3 separate regions of the Anas platyrhynchos genome follow, and all the other regions are linked to region 2. Evidence: chromatin contacts called from public Hi-C data. All regions are on one chromosome and are shown on one strand. The core of a region is the stretch at or near the end of the contact, and the rest is flanking DNA. Distances in the headings are between cores, read along the strand shown.

Evidence for each region. A called contact is a pair of places that touch in the nucleus more often than the background predicts.
Region 1: a Hi-C map of F5 follicle shows a contact between it and region 2, with 4 times the contacts expected there. The contact joins the promoter of EXOC8 here to the promoter of RAB4A in region 2. A contact is called at or near these places in 6 of 8 Hi-C or Micro-C datasets (F1 follicle, F5 follicle, liver and 2 more).
Region 3: a Hi-C map of subcutaneous adipose tissue shows a contact between it and region 2, with 4 times the contacts expected there. The contact joins the promoter of RHOU here to the promoter of RAB4A in region 2. A contact is called at or near these places in 6 of 8 Hi-C or Micro-C datasets (F1 follicle, liver, skeletal muscle and 2 more).

The regions. Positions count from the first base shown.
Region 1 is chr3:44,349,751-44,353,632 of IASCAAS_PekinDuck_T2T, reverse strand. EXOC8 (exocyst complex component 8) reads right to left here and starts at 2,310. Exons shown (of 2, transcript XM_027454162.3): 1 at 749-2,310; 2 at 1-96. The coding sequence starts at 2,260. It overlaps SPRTN (SprT-like N-terminal domain), which reads left to right and starts at 2,418. Exons shown (of 5, transcript XM_027454163.3): 1 at 2,418-2,731; 2 at 3,453-3,552. The coding sequence starts at 2,460.
Region 2 is chr3:44,552,643-44,556,608 of IASCAAS_PekinDuck_T2T, reverse strand. It overlaps RAB4A (RAB4A, member RAS oncogene family), which reads right to left and starts at 2,088. Exons shown (of 8, transcript XM_027454167.3): 1 at 1,931-2,088. The coding sequence starts at 1,961.
Region 3 is chr3:44,372,589-44,376,549 of IASCAAS_PekinDuck_T2T, reverse strand. It overlaps RHOU (ras homolog family member U), which reads right to left and starts at 2,061. Exons shown (of 3, transcript XM_027454164.3): 1 at 1,518-2,061; 2 at 1,175-1,233. The coding sequence starts at 1,866. LOC110352851 (a long non-coding RNA gene) reads left to right here and starts at 2,242. Exons shown (of 2, transcript XR_002402520.4): 1 at 2,242-2,909; 2 at 3,524-3,961.

The sequences.
Region 1 (3,882 bases), core at 1,061-3,560, 200 kb after region 2:
TAAAGCACCTTTGATATCCTTTACCAGGAGGGCGTGAATGATGAAGGTGAGATCCAGTCCAATCTCGCTGAGCTGCTTGCAGTGCTCTTTGGCGACCTTGGGTATTAATGAAAAGCAAAGCGTTAGTAGTTTGCATGACCCCTTTACACTCTAAATGTTTACTTCTTTTTTATTGTTCTCAGAAAACAGGGAAGCATTTGTCATCTTTCATTTGCTTCTTGTGCCTTAAGAAAATCCTTATTAATAAAGAAATCAATAAATGAAAGACAAGCCATGCATGTCAAAAATACTCTGGACAATTACTTTACAACTCCTTCCCTCCCCCATCAGTAGCTACTATAAGTAAAGATACCATAACCTGAGAGAGCTGGTCCCACAATAAGATTAAGGAAGCATAGTCCAGAGCAGGCTTGGAAAACAAACAAAAAGCCTTCAAAATATTCATCATTCAGATGTGTTTTTACAAATTTTAAGATCTCCTACTGGTCAAAGGCAAATTAGGAAAGAACACATTCTGTGTTTCTGATAAGGGCAGCGTTTTTCTTGCTGTGCATTCTCATCGTAACATTTTCTTCTGATAAACTGAAAAAGGCACAAACCAACCCCACACACCTACGGACTATTCAATGCAGGAAACCTCTCCAGCAACGCTCTGTCAACAATTTCTAGGGTTAGAAACGAAGGCTTGCAAACCTTATAGCTTGCGTTCAGGCCAGCTCGTCACACCACCCTCTGTGGTCACACCTACCTTCACACACTCCGCTGCAGTCGACAAGCTCTCTTTGCTGTCAAACACCTGCTTACTGAAGGCATCTACGAACATCCTCATGGAGGAGCGGGCCCACACAACGAAGGCAGAGTAGCAGCCGTTGTTGCCGGCGAAGTCTGTCTCGAACTCCCTCGCCGTCTCCAGAAGGCTGGTGAAGAAGACGTGGCAGAGTTTGTGGATGTAGAGCAGCGTGGCGCCCTCGATGCGCAGCTGCCGGATGGCCGTGTGCACCGCAGCCGCCCGGTTCTTCAGGAAGAGCTCGCACGCCTTGGTGGACTGGCCCAAGCGGATGAGCTGGGACACGGCTCGGCGGGTGGCCCGCGGCCCTCCTCGCAGCGAGCGGTCTGGGGACAGCTCGAACACCAGCACGTCCGTCAGCTGCCGGACACGCTCGTCCACCTTGGCCCGAAGCTCCTTCACGGGCTGGCTCACGGGCTTGTCCGCCAGGTACTCGTTGAGTTTATCTAGCAGGTCCACCGCTCCCTCGAAGTCCCGCTGAGCGATGCAGACGTCCAGGTCCTCCGGCAGCTCCTGGATCCACTCGAGCGAGAGGTCGACCGCCTCTTCCTCGGCAGAGGGCTCTTCCTCCTCTTCCTCATCCTCCTCCTCGAAGGGGTTGGTGGATTCGGGGGGCGTCGGGGCGGGCCGGGGCATGGCCTCCTGCTCCAACCGCCGCTTCTCGCTGAGGGCCCGGTTGCGCTTGGTCTCCTCCAGCACCTCCAGCCACTCCTTCTTGATCTTGGCGTTCTCGGCCTGGAAGATGCGGCTCTCGGGGAACATGAGCAGCTTGAACATGTCCTTCATGGGCGGGTTGTCCTTGACGTTGACCACCGCCAGCCCGTCCAGCGGGTAGAGGGCATCGTAGCGGTAGGCGCCGCGGCGGTTGGGCAGGGCGGTGGCCACCAGCAAGCAGTCGTTCATCAGGAAGGCGTGCACCCGCTGGATCTGCGCCATGTGGTCGGCGTCGTACTCCAGCAGCTCGCCGTTGTACACCAGGAACTTGCCGGGGCTCTCGGGCAGCAGGTCGCGGCAGCCCTCCACCTTCTCCAGGAGGGTGGTGAGCGTCCGCTGCCGCCCCTCCTCGCCGCCCCCCGCCGCCTCCTTGCCCGACAGCGGCAGGAACGGGTCGGAGGGCGCCAGGGCGGGGTCGTCGCGGTCTGCCTGGAGGAGCAGGGCCTGCGTGACGGCCTCCATGATGCCCTTCTGCTCGGTGAGGATGTGGCTGAGCTGGTACATCTCGCTCTCCAGGTAGCTGATCTCCCGCGCCGTCTCGATGAACTGCCGGTAGTTCTGGTAGACGTTGCGCTTCAGGCTCTGCGCCGTCTCCTCGCTCAGCGCCTGGATGCGCTGCCGGTGCTCCTGCAGGTCCCGGTCGCCGTCCGACTGCTGCGACAGTTGCTTCACGTACTCGCCCGCCACGAAGCCGCCCGACTCCAGCTGCCGCCTCAGCCGGCTGCCCCCCCCCCCGCCGCCGCCTTCCCCCAGCGCCATGGCCCCGCTCCCCTCCGCTCCCCTCCGCCGCTGCGCCTGCGCAACCAGCGCCGCGTACGCCACCTGCGCAGCGCAGCGCCGCGGCCGCCCCTAGCCCCTACGTAGCCCCGCCTACGCGCGCAGCGCTGCGGACGCTGTTTGCGCACGCTCTTTGCGCACGCACGCCGCCTGCGCCACAGCGGGCGGGGGAGCCGCCAAGATGGCGGCGGCTGTGGCGGAGGGGGAGGACGGGGACCTGGCGCTGGCGCTGCAGCTGCAGGAGCTGTGGGAGGCTGAGGACGGGGAGGGGGTGGCCTCCGCCCAGCCCCCGGCCGTGCCCGAGCCGCTGCGGCCGCTGTCGGTGGTGGATGAGGCGTGGGAGCTGCTGGACCCCAGCCCCGACGTGCGCGGCCTGTTCGTGCAGCTGAACGAGGCGCTCTTCTGGGGGCGCCTGGCCGCCGTGGAGGTGGCGTGGAGCCCCCGCATGACGCTGTACGGCCGGGGAGGGGGTGGGAGCCGCGGGCAGACCCGTGTCCTGCTGGCAGGGGCCGTGCCGGGCACCCCTCGGTCCCTGCCGCAGGGTTTGGGGGGTCCCGGGTGCGGGCAGCAGGTGTGCGGCGCAGGGTGCCGGAGTGCTGCCACCTCTGCTCCTTAAATTGGGGTGTTGGGCTGCTAGAAGCGTAAACCGGTGCCGACGCCAAAATTTGAAATGGTTTCTGAGCGATCAATCCACCACGCAAAGGTTCAGGGAGAGTCAAAAGGAGAGGGAGGGTGAAATCGCGGCAGCCCGAGTTCAAATCCACAACCCCTGCTTCAGATGTTTCTCTCCACCTGGAGTTTTAATGAAAGCAGTGCTCTACTTCCTCAGCATGTTAGCTTGGAGTATTCTTTGTGCGTATATGTATGTGTTTCAGGATTGCCAGCTTTTAATTAAGGGTTTGCGAGAGATCTAATAAATTATACTTTGTCTTGGTAGTTTCATCACAGTTTATTAAGAACAACTTGTGAGCTCTTATTCCTTGCTTAATGACGTCGAGTTCTTTGAGTAACTACCAAAAGTGTGTTTCATATTCAAAGTTACTTAGCATATGTTGGAAAAGGCCATCATTTTAACTCCCAGTTCTCAACTTACTTCACGTAGAAAATCCTTATTAATAAAGAAATCATAGAAAAGCACATAGCTTTCAATATCTTGTTTCTGTGTCTCTTTCAGGTGTGCTGGAGTGTGCAGATACGAAGGAAAAGGTGGAATGTGTTCTATTCGTTTAAGTGAGCCACTCCTTAAGCTAAGACCAAGAAAGGATCTTGTTGAGGTATTTGAAAATTGCTCATGAATATGCACATAGAACGTAGTGCACGTCACCCCCACATTTTATATTTTGTAATGTAATTTTTATATACGAAGACTTACAGATCGTAGAACAGTGGTGACTATTGCTGTGTTTGTGTTGCTTGTGTGGGCAACGTCACTTTAGTTGCGTGCTCCTAAATGAGCAGTTCCGAGTAGGAATCTAAAGTCACTTTTTTTAACTGGTGGGAAAAAAAACACGCGTTTCTTTGCTCCTAAATTATTCTCTAATATTGGAAACAGAATGGTCTGAAAGCGTGAGTAAGAAAATGGCTGTAGCTTAATCTTTTAGGCC
Region 2 (3,966 bases), core at 839-3,338:
AAGGCAGCTGGCAACAGTAAGAAAGAAGCATCCTTAATCATAGGACCATGACTTCAACTACAGGTAATTTACAATACTGATATTAAAGCAGAAGTCCTGCAAAGATCTTCCAGAAGCAATGGAATTGAGCAAAGCAATTACAGTTTTCAAATCAAAGCTGAGAGTAAAACAACAGAATTGGCTATGTAAAGCAGTTTTATTAGGCAGGAAAAAAAAAATCTTTGGGAAAAAACAACCACTGTAAAATTAGAATTTCAAGAGTAATTCTGAGCAACCTCAGAGGCTTGCCAAATGATTCTGATACCCGATATATCCTGGAAAGGAAGAGGGTTAAGCAAATTTCTTCTAAATAACTTTTGGAAAAATACCGTCTGTACTGCTTTCTCAGCAAGCCAAAACATTTACTTAGATTCTTCTAATTATGAAGTGCTATATATAGCTATTCTGCAGTAAACTATCCCAACTGTTCCGGAGAATTACAAAAAAGAAAGGGGAAATACAACATTTACATGTAGTTAGCACACGGACCACACTCTCTCATGATGCTGAACAGACAACGCACAGTCCCCAAAATAATGGCAACCCAACCAAAGCTGTTAAATCTAAAACTGACCCTTAGTCGAGATGTGGCAACTAGCCTTTAAAAGCTTCTGGACCTTTTAATGTAAGAATGAAGGCAATTGAAACTGTTGTTTTACACAAATCTGATTTACCTTTCCTTTGTTCAGGTCTAGGAAATGACGAGTGAAATCATTAAGAGGGGAGACAGAGATAAACATTACACTCCATCCCATCAGAAGGGATGAGGGTCATCAAATAAAACTGGCCATCAAGCAGAACTCCTCAGAAAACAAGGAGAGAGCCTTCTGCAGAACAGATGGCCTATGTGGGGAGCTCCCTGCCAAAGGATGCTGTGAATGCAAATTTGCTGGAGTTCAAGAAAAGACTGCGCAAGTTCATTGAAGAAAGAGCCACCGAGGGCTTCTCAACAGAAACCATACTCAGCTCGTGGAAATTTCAAGTTGAAAATAGCTGGAGAACATCAAGGAAATGATCACATGTACTTGCCCTGCTCTTAGCCTCTTTTCAAAGCATCAACAGGACACTGCAAAAATAGATACTAGTTACTATCATGGTCTAGTTACTATCTAACTATCTAGTTACTATCATAGCATAGGCACTGGTAAGTTCTATGTTATGCCATAACTTAGTTTTTACTACTCCATCTGCTCTAAATCTTGGCACTCACATATTCTAGTTCTGAATGTCTGTAGCTTATTTATGTACACACAGAACAAACACTGAAACTCAGAAGAAAAATACACACAAAAAAAATAAATAAATGAAATAACCCACAACAGCTGCAGACCTTCAAGTTTAAGGTCGCATTTTCTAGAACACCAAAACAATCGGAAAGCACCAAGAGTCACAGCAGGCTTACAATTGCTATTTTGCATCACTGGAACAATACAAAAAGTGTTGAAATGTACTTGTTAAGATACAGGGTGAAAATATGGGCTTGCAAAGCAGGCAGGCTGAAGAGGAGCACTGCTGGCACTCTGTCCTCTCTGGCTGTCCGCCCATCTGCCTGTTCAGAGACCACCAGAAGAGCACAGGAGCGATCCCAGTTCTTGCTCAGACCACGAACAACCGGTTCCAACTCTTTACCTAAACCAGCGAGGCACAACTCGCTGCTCTGGCTTCTGAAAACACAGAAACCACCGGCCCCTGAAAGCACCCAGCAGGAACAACGGGGCCGGTACTCCCCTAACGAGCCCTCCTGCTGCCCCTCACAGCTGGCCGAGCCCCACACGGCTCCCACCGAGCCCACCGGTTCCTGACCGTGCCCCTGCCCCTGCCCCTGCCCTACCCACCGCTAGGCTCGGGCCCCGGCGGCCCCCAGCCCCCTCGCATCCCCCCCGGCTCCTACCGTAGCTCTCGGACATGGCGGCCTGCGACATGCCGGAGCGCCCCGTCCCCCGCCGGGCCCGGGCAGGGCGCTGCCGCCGGGCCGGGAGGGACGCGGCCGGGCCCCGCCGCCCAGCCCCGCCTCGCCCCGCCTCGCCTCAGCTCCGCCCGCAACGGCCGCAACGGCCCCGCTGCGCACGCGCCCTCAGCCCCGCGCCATGGCGGGCGGGCGCCGCCTCAGTGACGAGCAGCCGAACACCTCAGCCGTCCCACAGCCTCTCCCCTTTTGGGGTGCTTAATGTCACGCCGTCCACAAACCCCTAATGATTACGGAAATAAACTGATTTTGTTAATTGCTAAAAATGTCATGCTACGTCAGTATGGGAACAGGGGGGTCTGGACACCTTGCTCTGTACAAACAGGATTTGAGGTTAAAAGACCTTACATCAGTCTTGTCTGATCAACCTTAGATCGGTCTTGTCTGATCAAATTGAGCTTGCCTCTACGGAGGTGATGTTTGGTAAATGTTGTACTAATGCCATGCTCCTCTGCCTCCAGCCACTCCCAATCAGTTAATGTGCACATGCCCGTAAAATACATGAAAAATTGAAAGCTTTCTATAAAACCTTTTAGTAGTATTGAAGAGAAAGACAGGGGGTGGATGGACAGAAAAAGATCGGGGAAAAAAAAAAAAGGAAACACAAATAGGATCAGGTGTTTCAGTATTTCTGTTTTGATGAGGAAATGAAAACAAAGTAATATTCAGAAATAACGAAGAAAGCGTGAACTAGGTTGGAAAATACAATGCTGATATCTCCACAATTTGCAAATATAGGCTACTGTATTTCAATTAAAACATTGTTTTTGAGTAAGCAAAAAGTAAATAGCAAGAAGTGACCTCACTGTTGTCCATCTGTAGTATAAGGGTGAAGAAAACCAAAAGCCAAATGTTTAATTTGTCTTCTGGTTTATGGTTTCTGTTGCTTACACCTGCTAGAAAGTTCCTTCTCACATAAAAAGCGGATGTGTCATGTCAAACTGTGTCTGCAGATCAGACATTTAAATACTATCATTTGTTCCTCAAATTAGTTTCACCACAATTATTGTACCTATATACTTGGTTATGGTCGTAAAGGTCATGCCGAGGTTTCTCTAAAAATGCTAATCTCATTTGTTTTACTAGTTTTTACAAACCAGATTCCTACAATATCAGTGTCTGATACCTTAGGAATGGAGAAAGACCACAAGGTCTCCTCAGAGGCAGACCCAGGATGGAGGATTCTGCAAAAGCTCCTTCTTCCAAACAAAAACAACCTGACTTACGGGATTTTGTGGATTTAGACAGGGCTTTAATGACCTAGCATTGCAATTGACCAGATCCTTCCCTTTTTCTTTTTGCCCTATCCAGGGAAACAAAATTGAGTCTGGATCTGAAGCTGAGCCGCATTTTGGTTTCCCCTTCACTGGAGGCTGAGGGCTGCTGGTTGGGCCTGGAGTGCAGCCAGAGTTGGGACGGACTGTTAGTTGTGAGAGTGATAGGATGTGTCTTGGTTTAGTCTGAAGGTGGCACTACAAGGCCATCTGAGAAAGGCACTGCAGTAACGTGACGCTGCATGTGTGTTTTCTCCATCATTTGGGGCTGCACAGCATGCGGTCCCACCTGAGAGGTTCAGGTAAAATGGGGAACAGGGCGCTCTGCCTCGCTGTCCTGCTCCTTGTGTGCTGGGTATGGAAAACATCCCAGTGCTTGGGGAAGCTGCAGGCTTCAGCTGGACATGAAGCAGCAATGAATTTGGCTCCAGCAACAGAAATGAAATACAAAGATTGATGCACTGCGAAACCTCTGAGATTTGCGTGACCTCCTTGTAGTCAGTGTTGCTGGCCAGCTGACTTCATCTGAAAGCAACTGACATCATCTGAATGCTGTCATCTTCAGCTTCCACAGAAGCCGCCCTCAACCTATGAACATGTTTGTCAGTTAATAATGTAATTGCAGTCAGTCATGGAAATTTACGGGCTGAGTGCTTCTAAAGTCATGGCCCAGCCCCTCAGCTGTTA
Region 3 (3,961 bases), core at 812-3,311, 180 kb after region 2:
GGGGGCAACTCCCCTGTTCCGGCTACTCTGGGACAGAGCAAACACCTCAACCGCTTAGGGCAGCAAAGGCAAGAGGCCACCAGCCCTGCCGCTCCCTCCTGCCACCAGGGGCTGCCCTGCCCTGGGCACTGCCCTCCCAGGGGCTGTCACCCTGCCACCACCGTGCCTTCAGCTGCCTCATTCCCGCGGTGAGCACACCCAGCCACCACGTCATTGCTCGCTTCTGTTATCTCACTTCGTATCATCACCTGCAGAAGGCTGCTCGCAGGCTTTTAACTGCGGTGTGCAGGGCAGATCAAACAGTCCCACAGCGCTGCTAGGGCTGTGCAGCCCTTCAGGCTCCTTTTCTAAGCGGGGCACCCAGTTAAAACCCATATAAATAGGATTGTACATTAAGGCCACCGAGATTTCTCCATGGGGTTTCGGTGAAGGCACAGACCCGGACCCACAAAGCTGTTCATGAACCCAGCTCCCATCACCTTCAAATGCGAGATCGGTAGCAAAACATTTTTAGCTGTCCAGGCTCAGCCCCTCCCAAGCTGTGCTGCACACGGCTTAGGGTGTTACGAGCCAGCGGGGTGCAGAAATACAAGAAATGGGTTCTCCTAGCAGGCAAACTAGGAGCTGAGAGGCACTAGCCACCCTCAGCCCCGCAGGAGTTAGTCAGGTTAGGGGCAGCAGCACGTCTTACGGGGGGGAAACGGAAAATGTGAAGTCTGTACAGATAACACCAAATAGGATTTTTTTCTCCCTTAAGCTTCTGTCCCTTTAAAAGTGCAGTGTCCGTCTGCGCACACCTACAGCGGTGAACGCTTTGTCCCAAACACCTTCGTTTTAAAATCCGTAGCTATTTGGCTAACAACAAACCCAGTGACAACCTCTCGAGGAGAAAACCTTGAGGTTTTCAGCCTATTCAGAGGCTGACAGCCCTGAAACCCCAGAGCTTTCAGCTCTCCTGCCAGGCAAAGCAGAGCAGCAGCCGTGCCCCGTCCCGGTGCGGAGTCGCAGCACTCGTGTCCCCCACCCCGCAGCAGACCCCAGGCAAAGCAGCGGGCAGGGAACGAGGGAGAAGGGCAGCGGCTTCACGGGGTGCTCAAAGCCACCAAGCCCCTGGCAGGACTCCCCGGCCGTCCCCTCCCGCTGCCACCTGCCCCGAGGAGGCGGCTGCACTGACCTGGCCGGCCGTGTCGCAGAGCTGCAGTCTCACCGGCTTGCCGTCCACAGACACAACAGCTTGGGGGAGAGAGGAGAGGGGAAAGCGTGGTGAGTCCAACTCCGTGGTGAGTCCAATTTTCCATTAATAAAGAAAAAAAATAAGAGAGGGGAAGGACCCCGCTGCCCGGGACTGAGCTCCTTACCCCCTTATCTGTCCTCGGGACGCCCCCAACCCCCAAAACGGAGCGGCTGCGGGGCAGAAGAAGCAGCGAAGCCTCACAGGTTGGCAGGGACACAACCCCGGGGCAGGCTCCAACTTTCCTCCCGGCTCCCAAACCCCCCCCGGCGCCCCATGTCCTTACCGGAGAAGTTGTCGAAGGCGGTGGGGATGTACTCGGTGGGGTACCCGTTGGTGGTGTAGCTCACCACCAGGCTGGTCTTGCCCACGGCGCCGTCCCCCACCAGCACGCACTTGATGCTGCGCCTCGGCTCGCTGCCGCCCCCGGCCCCGGCTCCGCCGCCGCCGCCCCCGGCCCCGCCGCCGGCCCCGCTCCCCGCCGCCCCCCGGCAGCGGCCGCCCAGCGCCGCCCCCAGCGCCGCCGCCGCCCGGCCGCTGCGCACCCTGCGGGGGGGCACCGGCGGCACCTCGCAGCCTGCTTGTGCCACCGGCTTGCCGATGTAGCCCGCATCGCCCTCCTGCTGCGGCGGCATCCGGGGGGCGGCCGGCCCGGCCCCGCCACCGGGGGAGCGGCGGGACGAGGACGAGGACGAAGAGAAGGACGAGGCGGCGACGGGCAGGCGGTGCGCAGCCCCGGCGGGGCGGCAGGAGCGGCGCTGCCGCCGCGAAGCCAGCCCCGGAGCAGGGAGGGAGCAGCGAGCCCGGCTGCGCTGCGCCCGCCTCGCCCCGCGCTACCGAGTCGCGGCCGGCGGCCCCGCGGCGCCGCGTGACATGGCCGGGGCGGGGAGGGGCCGCCGCCACCGGCACCGCCCGGCGCGGCACAGCGCGGCGCTGCGCGGAGCCCTAGGGGGCGCTGCCGCGCAACCTGCCCGGCTCGCCGCCGCCGCGCGCTCATTGGTCAGCCCGCGCCCGCCGCGCGCTGCTATTGGTTAAGGCGCGGGGGGCGCGGTGGGGAGGCTCCGCCCAGCTCCTCTTGCCGTGGGGAGGGGGTCGAGGGGCGGGGGCTGCGCGGGGCACGTGTGGCGGGAGGGGCCGCGGGTGCTGCGGGCACCGTGTCCCCGTAACGCCCCGGCTGGGGTGTGCTGCTGGCAGCACCGAGCGGGCAGGGCATGGTGGTGGTCGCGGGGCTGGGCTGAGCCCCCGTTTGCAGCCCGGGGGCCCCGCTCAGTCCGGTTTGGTTTTTGTGGGTCTGAGCGTCGGCTTGGGCACGGTGCTGCACGAGGCGAGGCCAGGCTAACAAAGGCGATGTTCCATGTGCCTTCCTAATGCACTGGTGCTGGAAGCCGGCATACAGCAAATATCCCAGCTTCAGCCACCAGTGTGTCCGGGCACGCTGAAGCCACGACAGGTTTCTGTCCGTCCTGCCTGATGTGCCAGCCGGTGGTGAGCAGACGCGCTGCCACCTCCAACACTGGCATCAAACACACCCCAGCTGCGGGCACGAGGCTGGCTGAGCCTCCCTTACCTTACCACCCCTTACCTGCAGCAGCAAGCAGCACGTCCCCACCCTGCATCAGCCCTGCAACGAGCCCTCGTTCAGCGCAAAGATGCGCGAAGACGAGGAGGACTCCCGTAGGTGGGAGATGACTACAACTGTCCGCTTTGTTTCGGGGCCGGGGGGCGGGAGCGGGCTCGGAGCTGCATGGTTGTGCCATACCGTAATGTGCCCTACGGAGCACAGAAGGCTTTTGTGCACGAGGATGATCTAACCCATTGTTTGGCAGGGGGGTGCAGCGGGTCGGAGCAGACCCCGGTGCTGGCGGTGGGCTGAGGGCTGGTCCCGAAGGGATGCTGCCGCCGATAGCCGCTGTCGCCGAAGCCTTCGGCCACGGCCCTATCGCACGCGCACATCTCGCAGGTTTTAACGCGGTTGTTTTCCGAGCTCTGAGCCGCGGGATAAACAGGCTTAGCTCCACGTAGGTCAACAGGGGGGCCGCTGTCTGTCTCGGGGCTGAATCTGGTCCATTATCAGTTCACAGAAAAGCTCCTGCCCTATCTTCCGTGCTCGTGTTAGTCAAATATTATTCTTCGAGAAAAATGACAGACAGAGGAAATTATGTTATCAAGACGTGAAGTAGGTCATTGTTATATCCCGGCTTATCATTTTCCCTGCGATACATAAAATACAAACTGGGTGCTGGCCTTGTAGAATGAAAGCTTGCTTTTTTTTTTTCTTTTTTTTTTCTGTAGAAACTTGAAAAGCCTGACACGGAGAGAGGCGCGGGAGTGAGGCGGCGCGCTCCGAGCATGACGTGATGCACTGCTGCTTGTGCAAGGGAAGGGTACAGCCTGCTCGGCGGGGCCGTCACCGAGATCCTGTTCTTTGTGAGAGGAGCAACCTGGAAAAAAGCCATCTGCAACGCACCCCTTCTTTTTCCAAAGAGTGGGATCGTGGTGACGTTGCTGACTTGGCCGGTGGCTGGGGAGATGGGAAGGAGAGAAAGGGGAAGCACGAGGGAGCAAAGAGAGGGCAACCAGCTGGGAAAGAAAAAGGAGCTTGTATAAAGGACGGGTCTGACCTGCTCTGACTCCAGAGAAGTGCTTTTGAGGCTGCCTTTTGAAAACTAGGAGCGAATAGGGCTAGGGAAGTACAAGATGTTACTGTTTTCATTATGTATTTCATTTGTA